Linked DNA regions of Mus musculus: all the other regions are linked to region 1. Evidence: chromatin contacts called from public HiChIP or PLAC-seq and promoter capture Hi-C data. All regions are on one chromosome and are shown on one strand. Each heading gives the region's core, a stretch centred on a gene start, on an enhancer-like site or on the middle of the called end of the contact. The rest is flanking DNA. Distances are from core to core; before and after follow the strand shown.

Region 1 (3,507 bases), core at 723-3,222:
GTTCTTTCTGAAAATCTAGTTGGATGGTTCAACTCAGCTGTTCTGGCTCAAACTCCTCTCCAAGCTGACTGATTCAGTCTGCTTTCTCTCTTTGTCTCTCTGTCTCTGTCTCTGTCTTCTCTCTCTCTGCCTCTCCTGAATTGCTCTGCTTGGCCTCATACTAACTTTGGCAATCTGTTCTTATCTTCTGCCTCCTTCTCATTCTCTGGCTTGCTCTGTCTTCACCTGTGTCTAGCTTGTTCTCTCTCTGCAACCTATCTCCCTGTAACTGTCCGGTAAAACTGTCTGTCGTCTCCTCCTCCTCCTCTTCCTCCTTCTCTTCTTCCTTCTCCTCTTCCTCCTCCTCCTCTCTCTGCCCCTGTTCAAGTAGCTTCCCTTTCCTCTCTCTTCTCTTGTGAGTTGGGCATGTCCTTGTTCTGTGAAATCTTTCTCTGATTCGTCACCTTGTCTGCCATTCAATTAGACATCACTTTCAAACATGGCTGCCTCCTTCTACAAACTAACTTGACTTTCATTGTTTGGGCTTAAAGATGTGTGCTAAGGGCATGCCTGTATTCCAGCCAGATGGATTAAAGGTATGTGCTAAGGGCTGAGCCAGACCACAAATAGAAACATGTTTGTTTGTTTTTGTTTTTTCAGTAAATAGCACAATCTTGGGGTTCACAGTGTGATCAAGTGCCCTGCAACATGTATATGCCCACATGTGGCTGGGTTGGACATTATATAGTTATGCTTGATTTCAGAATCTGAATATCACCAACATCATTTTGTAATTGTGTAACTTGAATACATCACTGGATTCACCTGGTTAAGACTGGGTATTAGTCTTGTAGAGGAACCATGTTTGCATCCTAGCACCCACGCAGGGCAGCCCACAATCACCAGTTACTCCAGCTCCAGGGAGATGAGCTGATGGTTCACGCTTTCACTAGTATGAGAACACACACAATTAAAACCAAAACAAACAAACAAAAAAACCCAACAAACTTTAAATCCTTGATGAATGCGGAGGTTATTATTTAGATATTTAATTTAGATTAAATTTATTTAGATTAAATGCTAGTCTTGGCAACTCTCCCCACTGCACCTGCACCTCTATCATCTCCATCTGCATCTCCACCATCTCCATCTGGATCCTCACCGTGGCAGAGACTCCTTTTGTGGGCTTCGAACACTGCTCCCCAGAGGCGAACAGCTAGTTTGGTTTTAGCAAGCTTCCCCTTTCCAAGAACATGTCACACACAAAAGTCCCGACCTATCCTATTACATCCTTTCCCTGTGTTTTCAAGAACTCAGTTTGCACATCCTGGTACGTTTGGAATTTGTTCACTAGTCACTCATTGAAACGCACGGGTAGCAGGGGAGAGTTCTTGTTCTAGCTTCTGTTTACCACGTGTGTTGTGGGTGTACTGGGCATGTCTCACAGTCCTCCTACAATGTAAAACCCAAGCTTGTCAAGTAACAAGACTCAAACAAGTAAGCCCGGGAAGTATATCTGCATTTAAGGTATAAAGGAAGGATTCTAACTCTAGCTATTGCCATGTCATAGTTTCTTTTTAAGGAATCCCAGACAAAAGTGGCTTCCGCACCCCTCTGTTTAAAACTTTGGCTGTGACAGATATACAGTGACCATACTGGATAAAGAACGAAACCACCAGAGCAGCCGGTTGCTCTCAGCAGTCATCAAAGGTCCCGGATGGGGCCCACTGCACGCCAAGGATGGGGTGCTCACAAGTCCTTCCCGGGCCTGAGCCCCACGCTGGTGCCAAGAGGGGACCCGGGGCGAGCGTGGCTCCCCCCGAGCACGGTGAGCCCGACTCACCTGCGTGGCTTCCAGCCGCGCGCGCACCTCCCGCATCAAGAACGGCTCCAGGCCGCGGCCCGCGGTGCAGAAGAACCGGGCGCCGCCAGCGGGGTCAGAACCCGGGTCTGCCTGGGCTACAGCCATGGCGCTCAGGCGCGACCCCGAGACCCGGTCACGTGAGCTCGGGAGCGCGCCTGGGAGCCTTCAGTGGAACGCGCACCGGAGCGTCGCCTTTGCAGGCCCGCCCTCTATGGGGCGTCCCGGAAACTACAGCGAGCCTCCTGCAGCCAGGCATCTCTGATTGTCAAGGGTCCTGGGGATGCTGTCCTTACTGTCTTCATCTAAGACTGGGCCGAACCGGTGAACTCAGGATCAAGAGAAGAAATTCTTGTTCTCCAGCAAAATGTCTTTGTGTTCCCGACACTTGTTACATTTCTTGAATCTGGCCAATCACATAGGTAAATAATGAATGTGCCATCCAGTTTAGTCTAATCGATTTGAGCTAGTGACGGTATTTGAATGGTTTTTTTTTTTTTTAAAGAAAAACCTCTTGAGTTTTAAAATGACAAAATTTGATATAGATAGAATAAAAATCTATCTCTAATTCAACAACATTAAATTAGCTATGTAGTTCTATATTGAATCAGATATTAGAAACTGTTAGAGGAATATTTCTCCAGGTCCAGAAATGAATGCCAGTGGGTAACTGACATTCTCTTGCCCCTTAACCAGTGGTCAGCTCCTGAAGGGTTGGGGCAGTAGAGCCAAGTTCCTTATGGAGTCCCGTCACCTGAGCGTTTCCAAAGGTCAGCTCTAAGTTGTTTCATTTGGTGGCTCACCCTAGACCTGTCCCCAAAAATTAAAAATAAAAGAGGGACAACACCTGAGGAAGGATACCTGAGGTTGTCTTCTGGCCTCTATGTGTACACATGCACATGTACGCCGCACACATATTTTCCTGCATATACATACATGTGCGTGCATACACACATACATACATAGTCTGTACTAAAAAAATAGTCTCAGATGCCTTCAGATGAATTTAACTTACCCAGCTGCAATCTGCCATTTGAATATTACTTATTCAACATCGAGGAAGTTGGAAGTCAACAGAAACAATTTTAGAACGGACAGACTTTAATTCTCTTTCATGTTTGTCAGTTCTGTATATTTCTATAATAAATTTTAGTCATTTTTATCTCACCTCAAGATGCACATTTAAACTGGAGTAGCTGTGAGACATTTGCTTCACAGTTTCTCCCTGTTTTGATGTGATTGTCGATTCCCTTAATTTCAAAGGTGTTTAATGCATGCAATTGACTATCAGAATGCAGATGTTTTAGGCTGCGAAATTCCTGGGGAGATGATAGTTTCATTCATCCGGATACCATAGTCATACACAGGCTTACTCTCGGTAGGTAATAAGTTAGTTTGGTGCTGAATTGGATGCAATTCATTGGCATAAGACTAAAAGAAAGACCAACACAGGAAGTCTCTCTCAGCTAGGAAGATTGCTATAATTGCCTAGGGTGGTTAGGTTTTTTTTTCGACTTGCTTCAACTTAAAATCACTTATAGTCCTCAACCGAGGAATCAACTGGATCAGGTTGGCTTGTGCTGACGTCTCTGGAGGTTTGTCTTGCTAACTGACACAGCCCACTGTGGGTGGCACCATTCCCTAAGCCGGGAAGGAGTTTCTGCTTA
Region 2 (3,507 bases), core at 297-2,796, 1.9 Mb after region 1:
TTGAAGCCGTTGAGAAGGCTCAGTTGGCTCAGTGCTTGCTGCCCAGCATGAAGAACGCTTGTGTTGATCCCCAGCACCTATGTAAGAACCAAGCCTGGTGATTTGGAGTTGTAATCTTAGGGATCGCTGGGGCTCACTGGCCAGCTAGCCTAGCCAATTGGGTGAACTCCAGCCTCAGCAAAAGACTCATCTCAAAAAACAAAGTGGAGAACGATAGAGAAAGACACTCAGCATCGACTTCTGACCTCCATGTGTATCTCTGTACACACATGTACACATGCGAAGGCACACACATGTGCAGGCACACACATGCACACGCACACTCGCGCACACACCACACACACACACACACACACACGTGGGTCCGTGGGATATGCCTCTTGGGCAGGTGGAACTTGGAGCGCTCAGACTGCGTCATCCAGCATGGGTCGTCATTGTAGGACGTCGTAGCTTTTTAAGGAAGCTCAGCTGAGACACCACTCAGGGGTTGGGAAAACACATCCTAGGATGTGGTAGGCCGAATCTGGGGTCCCCTGATTCTCAGGTACTCAGTCAAGGCGGAAAACCACACAGGGGAGTCAGGAACAAAGTGCCCCAGGTCCAAGGGCCCCACAACGAGACTGGGACCAGGAAAATGGGAGCTCTGACTAAGCTCATCTGCACAAGCCCTTAGCTTGGCGATGGTTGTCATCTGAGGGAAAGTTAGGCTGCAGCTCTGTAGGCCAAGGCCTTCTCCGTGCTCCCCACAGCAGTTCTCTCAAGAGAGAGTCTTTAGTTCCAAACTGTTTATCATGGAAAAATGGATGCATATCATGGACCAGAGATTAAATACCTTTTGCACAGAGGAATATCCAGGAAGGGAAGCTTATTGTCTAAACCCTCGGGGCCGCAAGATACCTCATTAGCATGGAGAACTCTGTTTTGGGCTACAGGACCATCGTGTTTCCTTATGTGGGAAATGTGGCGCGTGTTCCAGGCCAGGAATCTGGTAGGGAACAGAGCTGCCTCCCATCTCAGGTGTGTCTAGGTGCAGGGGACTCTGAACCTGCTCAACCTACCAAATTTCCTGGCATGGTCCACTGTCTGAGAGAGAGAGAGCGAGAGAGAGAGAGAGAGAGAGAGAGAGAGAGAGAGAGAGAGAGAGAGAGAGAGAGAGAGAGGAAGACAGGGGGGAAGAGGGGGAGGGGGAGCGGGAGGGGGGAGAGAGAGAGAGAGAGAGAGGATAAAGTACAGTTATTCCCTCTATATACATGGTGGTTGTATTCCCATAAAAAAGTAATTAGCAACACGTGTTGCTCAACAAAGCTGAGATACAGGCTCTGGCCACTGCAAACCCTCTTCTCACACTGAGGATGCCTGGAACAGGCAGTGAATATGCCTGCCCTCCTCCTGCCTAAGAAGTAGAAACCCTGAATCTTATTTAGAAACAAGACTCTAAGACTCTAAACATAAGAAGGAAAACAAGTATCAGCTTATGCCCTGAGGATAAAAGAATGATTCAAAGGCATGGAGCTATCTGAGCCTTGTTTTTACCTCTTGCATGCCAGATTGGATGCTGAGCAAGCTAGCAACATAAAAGCACATACAGAAAAAAAAAGCCTGTTTCCTATATGCAAAGGACCAAGCGAAAGGCATTGTAGCTAACTTTATTGTGGTCAAATATCACACACGCACATGCACATACACACACACACACACCCTCTGACCCATCCCCAATTCACACACACAAGGCCAAATAGAGATCATATATTTCCACTCTCAGCTAATGCTAATGAGGCTGCCCACCCCCACTTCCTCCCACAGGAACAGAGCCAGAGAAATCCACAGCAAAACAGAGCTCAGTCAACCATCTAAAAAATTATAATCAAAGGGAGAATTTTGAAATCAGTATGAGACAGATGACACCTTCCCTACAGGGTAGAGATAATCAGGACCACAAAGGATTCCTTACCAAAAATCCCAGGAAGCAGGGGAAACAGTTACATTTTCCCTGTGCTAACAGAAAAGAACTATCCATGCAGAGCAACATTTAAAATGTCCTTCAGAAACGAAGGAAAAATCAAAACATGCTCAGATGAAAGAAAATAAAGAGAAATTATCAACAGCCTGCCTATCCTACCAAAATGCTTACAGAAATGTGGTTTCTAAAGATCTCCCTTAAAATATGAAGAAAAGGGGGAACTAGACAGATGGCCCAGTGGTTAGGTACACTGACTACTCTCCAGAAGACCCCAAGAGTTCATTTCCCAATGGTAGTTCACAATCATCTACAACTCCAGTTCCAAGGGATCTAAGACCCTCTTCTGACATTTCCAGTCACCAGGTACACACTTGGTGAACAGATATACAGGCAGACAAAACACTCACACACAAAATAAAATAAGAAATAAAGAGAATGAAGGTGTCTTAGTTAGGGTTTTACTGCTGGGAACAGACACCACAACCAAGGCAACTCTTATAAGGGCAACATTTAATTGGGGGCTGGCTTACAGGTTCAGAGGTTCAGTCCATTATCATCAAGGCATGAGCATGGCAGCATCCATGCAGGCATGGTGCAGAGGAAGCTGAGAGTGCTGCATCTTGACCTGAAGGCTAACAGGAGAAGACTGTCTCTAGGCAGCTGTAAGGGTCTTAAAGCCCATCCCAACATGACACACTTCCTCCAGCAAGGCCACGCCTCCTAATAGTGCTGCTCCCTGGGCCAAGCATATTCAAACCACCACAGAAGGTTACCTAAGTACACCTCTCACTCCTCACCAAAGAAGCTTCTCTTGTCAGCAGACAGAGACCATTACAGGAAGCCACAACTGCTCAAAATTCAGAACAACTGACTGTGATGTTCCGGCCCCAACTGATACATCTACAACAAAATCCCTACACCTAAAGTTTAAGGAACACTGCAGAAGGGGAGGGGGTAAGGGTCAGAGGCCCAGGATGGGACACCAACTAGGAGGTAGTGCCTTCTATATACTACAGGGAAGCTAGACCCAGAACATTTCAACAACATATTTGCTTAAACAAGACCTGAAAATGACAGGATCAATTGGTATGCCAATGTATGGAGTGGGGAATCTCAGAAGACTTCATTCATCCTTAGAAGAGCTAGTCAATTGATGGTAAGCAAGAGAGGGAGATTCAGTCTTCTCCGGGGGTGAGCACCTGATGGGTTGTCTAATCCCTAGAGGTCAGCCCTAAACACATACAAGCAATACTAAGTGATCTCAGCAGGTTGCATTTATAAAGTTAAAGGCATTCATATAATGATTGTGATTAAAGATTAAGAGGCCATGAATCTGAGAAGGAGTGGGAGGGACACAGGGGGGACTGGAAGGAGAGGAGAGGGAAGACTGATATAAATACAGAATCCATATATGAAATTCTAGAAGGAGGAGGAGGGGGAGGAGGAGAAAGAAGAAGAAGAAGAAGAAGAAGAAGAAGAAGAAGAAGAAGAAGAAGAAGAAGAAGAAGGAGAAGGAGAAGGAGAAGGAGAAGGAGAAGGAGAAGGAG
Region 3 (3,507 bases), core at 323-2,822, 1.8 Mb after region 1:
TAGACAACTCTAAGCTCTGAACAAGCCTGTCTCCTGCAGAGAGCTCCATGAAGCTTGCCTGGAGCCTCACCTCCTCTCCCTCTGCCTGTAGTGTCTCTCCTGCTCACAGCAGAATGAGACAGTGCCCCATAGTATTCTGTTCCTAAGTCAGTGTGTGACCAGGAGCGTGAGATACTTGATACAGGGATTGCATGGTGTCTCGGTGCATCAAAGCATGCTCCCTCTGCTTCCATGTCCGGTTCAGAGAAGAGTTATTAATGGTAGATTGGTCCTGATCCTATATAGGAAAAACATTAACAGACCTGCTCTGGGGCAACCTTGTGGCCGGAGCAACACAAGCTTCATTTGCAAAAGGATAATAGTGGATACATTTATTGTTGTTAGTAACCAGTGGAGGTTACTAACATGTCCAGAAGAAATGGAGACATCGTAGAAAAAAGGGGTGGTGACACAGATGAGGGAACGTTATATTTAAAGACAACAGAGTTACTGAGATTTGGTAGTGAAACAAGAAGTCAAGAGAAGTAAGGTGTCGGGCATGGATCTTGGAAATCTGGCTTGCAAAACTGAGTATGTTTTTGGCAGAGCTACTGAGGTGAAGGACCATGAGACAGGGCTCTCTGGGGCAGTACAAAATGAAGCAAAAAAGAAAGGTGGACTTTCATCTATGAGGCACGCAGGGTGAGGAGTTCTGGGTATCCTCTTGAAGAAGCCATTTGACCCGCATACCTGTCGCAGGGAGAAGAGCTCATGCAAAATGACAAGTGACTTTAAAAGGCAGTGGAGTGAGAAGGATGTCGTTTCTATCGGCTCTTTCTTCCCAGGCTCTTCTCGACCTCTGCCCTTCTCTGAGACCAACCAAGGGAGAGAAGATAAGATCCTATAGAGATGATCCACTGAAGCAGAGAGAATTGACTGTGTTTTCAAATGGCAAAACCCACTCTCCCTGTGTGCAAGTGAATTATCACAGGAACAGCGAATGGATTTGAACACCACTCCATTACTTTCACAGGCGTTGTCTATCACCTTCAAGGAGAGAGATTTTTAAACAGCGACTGCATCATGTTAAGACCGAACTTTTTCCCTAGCCCTAGTAAATTTCTCTGACCCTGCAACACAGCTGACCTCCTAGATGCAAAGCAAGCATTTCTAGGTGATTAAACACATTGGTAGTGAGGCCTTTGACCACACAATAGAACAAAGTAATCAGCCTCCAGAGAGATCAAAACCACAACCTTGTCTTTATTTGATCGTCCTGTCACAGGAGTGCTCAAGGCAGACAAACCCTCGCCGTCCCCGGGCTGCAAAACATTTTATTTCCCTTCACATTTGGAGGGTTGCTGATTTATTAAAACGTGCTCAGCCATTCTAAATAAGCCACTGGACAGAAGGGAAGCAAGTAGTGTTCCTATAAATTATCAAATGGAAAAAGCTCTTACAAAACCTGCGGAGGGCTTGAGCGATGGCAGGTACCAGGTCCTGGAATCCACCTTGGAGAGCAAAAGCAGCTCTCAGCTTTGGTCCTGGGGTCTGGGTTGCCTCGCTTAGTGTAGCCACGTGATCTCACTGCCCCCTGCTGGATGAAATGCGCATATGTTTCTGCTTCTGTTACCCCGAGCCTTTCCCTTACACGAGGCTCCTCCCTCATCTTGATTTTCCTCTGTACTCGGGAAGAATTGTGGTACCTGACCAAAGGGTCTTTTGGGGGTTCCATACCAAAGAAAGACAGGTAGGAAAGCATGCACAGTCTGAGATCACTGTGTGAGAAACAGAGGCCGGGGGCCAAGGGAAACAGTCCAGTGAGAGGCTCCCTGCAAGCACCTCCCACACCCCCCAGATTCCAGCAGTCTACATTTCTGACCCCTGAGGCTTTAGGACCACATCTGAGAAACAGATGCCTATGGAAATCCTTTTTAATATGGCCAGGTACGTGTCTCTTGGGGAAGGCAGGTTTTCTGCTTGAGAACATAATGCCTTTATTTCACAGGTCCACAAGCAGCAGGCTTTCTTCTTTTTAAAAAAAAAAAAAATGTCATGGAAATAAGTCTCCCGTGCTAGAGCACTTTAAAAGTTAAAGGTTTAAAGCAAACGCCCATTCTCAGATACCCATCAGCTATCACACCTCCTAGACCAATGGTTCTAAAGCTGGGGGCCGTGACCATCAGAAAACATGGCTATTTTACAGTAGTAAAATTACAGCTATGACGTAGCAATGAAAACAATTTTATTTGGTTGGGGTCACCAGAACATGATGATCTATATTGAAGGGTCACAGCATTAAGAAGGTTGAGAACCAGTGTTTTCATTTTATTTTATCTGCCTCCATGTCTCATTCTATAGACACCGCACACTGAATAGGAAGGGAGTCTCACTACAGACAAGATAAGAACACTAGACCTGGTTCTAGTCTGGAATAGAAAGATGGGCTGCTGGCTGCTGGGCGATGGTGGTCCACACCTTTAATCCCAGCACTTGAGAGGCAAAGGCAGACCAATCCCCGACATCCTGGCTGTACAGAGTGAGAGCCAGGACAGCCAGGGCTACACAGTGAAACCCACTGGTCAATGGTTAATTCCTGAGCTGACAGAGTCCTGGACAGAGGGTCGTTACAGACAGCTCTATCTTTTTGGGCACTGCCTATGATTGCTTCCTCCTGGCAGTTTCCGTGTTTCAAGTTTCACATTGAGGTCTCTGATCCGTTCAGAGCTCATTTTTGTGCTGGGTGATAAATTTGGGTCCAGTTTGTTCTTCTTCATGCAAACATCTCATTTTTCCAGTAGTTTATTGATGATGCTGTCTTTTCCCAATGTGTATTTGTGGCACATTTGTCAAAGATCAGTCAGCTGTAGCTGCATGCAGTCATGTTTGGGCATTTCTGTTGTTATTCCATTAGTCTATCTGTCGGTTTATGGCAATACCATGCTGTTTATTAATCCAACTCTATAAGATATCTGGAATGGTAATTCCTCTACCCTGCCCCTTTTTCTCAGGATTGCTCCAGCATCTTTTGTGATCCATATGAATTTTAACCTTCTTTTTTCTGCACATTCTGTGGCGGATGTGGGCATTTTGGCTGGGACTACATCAAATGAGTTAATTGATTTTGATAGAATGGTTGTTTTCACAGTGTGAGTTCTACCAAACCATGAGCATGAGAACTCCAGAGTCTTCCTCAAGCTCTTTCTTCAGAGACTTAATGGTTTTACAATGAATGTAAAGATGCTACCCTTTGAAACAGCCCATAAAGGCCCACAAGTTTTAGGCTTCGTCACTAGACTTCGGGACCGTTTGAAGTTAATGGTACAATAGAAAATACGACCCAGTGGAAGGAAGTTGGATCTTTGAGAAAACACGCTAAAGAAGGGGTTCTAGAACCCCATGGTCACTAGTTCCTCTCTGTTTTGGTGGTGTTTGGTGGTGATGGTGGTATTGGGTTTGTTTAGTTTTGGGGGGGTTGGGGCTTGGGGGGGTTGTTTGTTTGTTCTGTTCTGTTTGTTTGTTTGTTTG
Region 4 (3,507 bases), core at 714-3,213, 1.0 Mb before region 1:
CCGAATTTTTACATAAAAATTCCCACTGGGCCAGTGAGGTGGCTCAGGTGGTGAATGTCTGCCAGGACTCACAGGATGGAAGTAGCTGTGTCCTTTGACCTCCACACTCGCCTGCATGCTCCAAAGCACACAACACAAATGAATGTAATTTTTTATTATTATTACTCAAACAGGAGCTGAAGAAAGAGCTCATCCAAAAAGCACACAGTGCTCTTGCAAAGACAGCCCAAGAGCTTGACTCCCAGCACTCGAATCTGGTGAGTCGCAATGAAACTACCTGTAACTCTACCTCTAAGGAACACTAAAACCTTACTAGGCTGCCATGGGTACTTGTTATGAACCCATACATGTAACTTTTTTTTTATTTAAGCTAGACCAACAAAAATTCGAACTTTAGAAAGATAAGCGGCTTCTGATTAAAAAGGGTTGGAACACCTTAATTTTTGGAAGGTGTGCATAACTTCGTCAACTTCTGCTAAGATTTGATCTCAAATGTATTAAGTGTTTAAATAATATCTTAAGTCGTCAAGACCGTTTAAAGGCCCCCAAAAGAGTCAAAACCGTTCGGATTGGTTTGTTTCCTTAAAGTCTCCATGGAACTGAAGTTGTGGGTTGCGCTGTCCACATTCCTCCAGCCTCCAGCTAAACGTTTCTGATAAAGGAGGACTCGAGGAATGTGTGACTGAATTCCCACAGCTCTGCATTCATTTCCTTCTGTGGGGGACAAACTTGAAGTACATTATGAATGAAGAACTCTCGTCATCTGAACGCCTTTTATTTGACAGCAGGGACAGACACACACACACACACTTAGATCACCGGCCCACTCATTTCTGTAACAAGAAAACTTATCTTGGCCATTGCCTGGCCTGAATGAACCCCATGCCCACAAAGCCTTTTCTATAGAAAGATATTAAACTAGCGAGGGCTAAACTACGGGGAGAGCACGAGGGCGCAATTTGTCATTGCATCGCGGTTCCCACGGAGACGAGGCCACGAGAGCCTTCCCGTTATGGTTGCCCAGCGTGAGGATGATGCGGGTCGGGGAGGCCGGGTCCCCAGCACAGCCTCGGAGCCGGAGTTGCTCAACTAACAAAGAGCGGATCCCGCCGAGGGCGCGCGGCGCAGCCTCCCGGAGCGGAAGCGACACCCGCCCGCCCCCGCCGCCCCCACCCCGCTACCCTCCCCAAGTTCAGGGCCCGGACTCCGGGAGGCCCGGCACCCCAAGCCCACCCAAAGCCGGCATTCGGGATTCGGGGATCGTGGGCAATAAAGGAAAGAATCAGTCCGAGTCGCCAGCTACGCGCTCGGCGTGCACGCAGCGGCAAAGGCGGCCAGGCCGAACCCCCGCCGCCGGGCCCTGCTGGAGGGACGCGGCGCGGCGCCGCGCTTTGTTACCGTGGACAGGGGCATGCTCCGAGGGCCACCGCCGCTGCCACCTTCGTCGCCGCCGCTCCCTCCCTCATCGCCGTCGCCTTCGTCGCCTTCTTCTCCACCTTCGCCTTCCTCGCCGTCGCCGCCGCCGCCGCTGCCTCCGTCTCCGTCGCCTCCGTCGCCGCCGCCGCTGTCGCTATCGCTCCCCGCCTGAGGCGTCGCTTCCTGGCGATTCTCGCTCTCCTCGGCCGAGTAGACGATCTCTCCCTCCTCGGTCTTGAGGCGCTTGGCCTGGCTCTCGAACTCCCGGTCCTCCTCGTACGTCTCCTCCTTGGGGGAGGAGGAGGAGGAGGAGGACATGGCGGCGGCGGTGGAGACGGCGCGGGAGACGGGCCTCAGATGTCGCTGATCGGTCCCCGCCGCGGGCTGCGCCTCCTCGGCGCGGGTCTGAGCTGGCCCGGCGTCCTCCGCGGCGCGCTCCAGGAGCCCGTGACTGAGAAGGGAGCGCGGGCTGAGGGGACGCTTCCCTTTATCTCTCAGCCAGCCTCCAGCCTCTCCCTCCGCCAGCTTCGCGGCTCCCAGCCCCGGGGGGGACGCGAAAGTAAGGATGGGGCCGGGCCGTGGCTTCCGGTCTTCCCTCCTCCCTGATCCGCTCCCCGCCGCTCAGGCGGAGCCTCCACCCCGCCTTGACTGCCGCCGGGCGGGATGGGATCCAGGGCCCGAGAGTTTCCGCCCCCTTGCCGAACTTCCGCCTCCTATTGGAAGAGCGAAAGTCGATCTGGCTTCCAATTGGCTGGAAGAACTGCTCGTCAGAATCCCAGCCTGGACTCTCGCTGGGCTCCGGTCGGGACCGTGCAACGCCCGCTGCGCGCGGTTCCGCAGCGGTTGCAGCCCCGTGGCGGTTAGCGCTGTTAGGCCCTGGCCGCCGCTGAGATACCGGGTGAATGTGAGGAGCCGGCGATGCGTTCGGCAGAGTCGGGGCTGTGGGTGTTAACCGCCTTCCCGCTAATTTGAATGCTTTTCTTCTTCATTTTAAAAAGATGAGGGAGACCTGGAGAATCTTTAAAAAGATGAGGGAAACCTGGAGAATCTCCGCGCACCTAACCACACACAGCCCCCGAAAGCGCGTGGACTCTGCGCCACTAACTAAACAGAACAACCGTTAGCTGTTACTGACTGTGGCGAGCCAGCGAGATGATGCACACAGGTCTGCGCAGGGCATAGGTGACCTGCAAACCGGACCTATTGCTGCAGACATACCTATCCAAGTCCCTGCTGCAGTTACATATTCTCAACCTTCCTCTAAAACCCCTATTCTCACTGTTCTGAATGATCGTCTTCATTTTCCAAAATAGGAAACTCTCACAATCCTGTTCGTTTCCAGCCCACAACTCACTTCCTCTGTGAAGCCTAAAGACTGTTTTAAGGTTTTTAGCTGTTTCTATTTGCAAAAGGCCTTTGAATAACTAAAGGTGTTGTTTTAAAACAAAACAAAACTGGACGTGCTTAAGGGCAGGTACTGTGTTCATTTTTATAATCTAGTTCCAGTACAGTTCACCCCAACCCAATCCACCCCCGAATGGATTTCAGTGACCAACTTACTGGGTTGAAATTATGGTGTCTAGCTAGCAAGAAACCCACCGCGCCCTAAGTGCCCTGTTACTTTAAGCCTTGGAAAACTAAGATTCGTTCTGCGCACTTGTTTTGAACCTCTTCCTTTCCCAGTTGTGGGTTGTTCCCTCCTCTAGCCTGTTTTTTTTCCCCCAAAGGCATTTCTTCCCCCAGAAAGATGTGTGATCGTTCTTTTAACATATGTTGCTTTCTCCTTTATACTTTGCGTCGCTTGTCATTTTAGAATCCTAAGGAATCTAAGCGTTTCTGCAAACTGTACCACTGTGTGTGAGAGAGAGAGAGAGGCCGCTTGCAGAACTGAAAATTAGAAATATGTCTTTAAAATTAAGATAAGACTGACGTGTACCGAAGAAATATCAAAGAAGGAATTGCAGAGCTGGGGACAGATAAGGAAACGTCCTGAGCGAGAGCAACTGCATCCGCAGTCAGAAAAACACTGCACCAGTTTTGCCCAAAAGTTTTTGTCTGAGTCAGATGCTCCATACAAATTGACAGTGCAAA

The links. Promoter capture Hi-C pulls out the DNA fragments that hold promoters and counts their contacts. HiChIP or PLAC-seq counts read pairs in DNA pulled down with a chosen protein or histone mark.
Region 2: a promoter capture Hi-C map of hippocampal neurons shows a contact between it and region 1, with 22 times the contacts expected there. The contact joins the enhancer-like site here to the promoter of Thumpd2 in region 1. A contact is called at or near these places in 10 of 39 promoter capture datasets (the 3T3-L1 cell line, the C10 cell line, the HPC-7 cell line and 6 more) and 2 of 484 Hi-C or Micro-C datasets (cortical neurons and embryonic fibroblasts).
Region 3: a promoter capture Hi-C map of hippocampal neurons shows a contact between it and region 1, with 12 times the contacts expected there. The contact joins the enhancer-like site here to the promoter of Thumpd2 in region 1. A contact is called at or near these places in 8 of 39 promoter capture datasets (the 3T3-L1 cell line, 3T3-L1-derived adipocytes, the C10 cell line and 4 more), 1 of 484 Hi-C or Micro-C datasets (cortical neurons) and 1 of 9 other capture datasets (embryonic stem cells).
Region 4: a contact with region 1 is called in a FOXA1 HiChIP or PLAC-seq map of pancreatic cancer cells. The contact joins the promoter of 4933407O12Rik here to the promoter of Thumpd2 in region 1. A contact is called at or near these places in 2 of 39 promoter capture datasets (the HPC-7 cell line and pre-B cells) and 1 of 115 datasets of contacts at active chromatin or transcription factors (pancreatic cancer cells).

What each region holds. Positions count from the first base shown.
Region 1 is chr17:81,063,113-81,066,619 of GRCm38.p6, forward strand. It overlaps Thumpd2 (THUMP domain containing 2), which reads right to left and starts at 1,973. Exons shown (of 10, transcript NM_028138.1): 1 at 1,823-1,973. The coding sequence starts at 1,948.
Region 2 is chr17:83,002,680-83,006,186 of GRCm38.p6, forward strand. No RefSeq gene overlaps it. Among named protein-coding and RNA genes, the nearest start is that of Gm4601, 48 kb to the left of the region's middle. Within about 2 kb of position 1,547, at least 1 of the 459 cell types and tissues checked has an H3K27ac peak or open chromatin away from gene starts, as enhancers often do. A contact at or near this core is called in hippocampal neurons, where this site is marked.
Region 3 is chr17:82,856,144-82,859,650 of GRCm38.p6, forward strand. All of the region lies in intron 4 of Gm34265 (a long non-coding RNA gene), which reads right to left. Among named protein-coding and RNA genes, the nearest start is that of Gm41629, 14 kb to the right of the region's middle. Within about 2 kb of position 1,573, at least 27 of the 459 cell types and tissues checked have an H3K27ac peak or open chromatin away from gene starts, as enhancers often do. A contact at or near this core is called in cortical neurons and hippocampal neurons, where this site is marked.
Region 4 is chr17:80,060,259-80,063,765 of GRCm38.p6, forward strand. 4933407O12Rik reads left to right here and starts at 1,964. Exons shown (of 2, transcript XM_006525248.3): 1 at 1,964-2,314; 2 at 2,415-3,204. The coding sequence starts at 1,982. The coding sequence ends at 2,540. It overlaps Hnrnpll (heterogeneous nuclear ribonucleoprotein L-like), which reads right to left and starts at 2,010. Exons shown (of 13, transcript NM_144802.4): 1 at 1,399-2,010. The coding sequence starts at 1,734.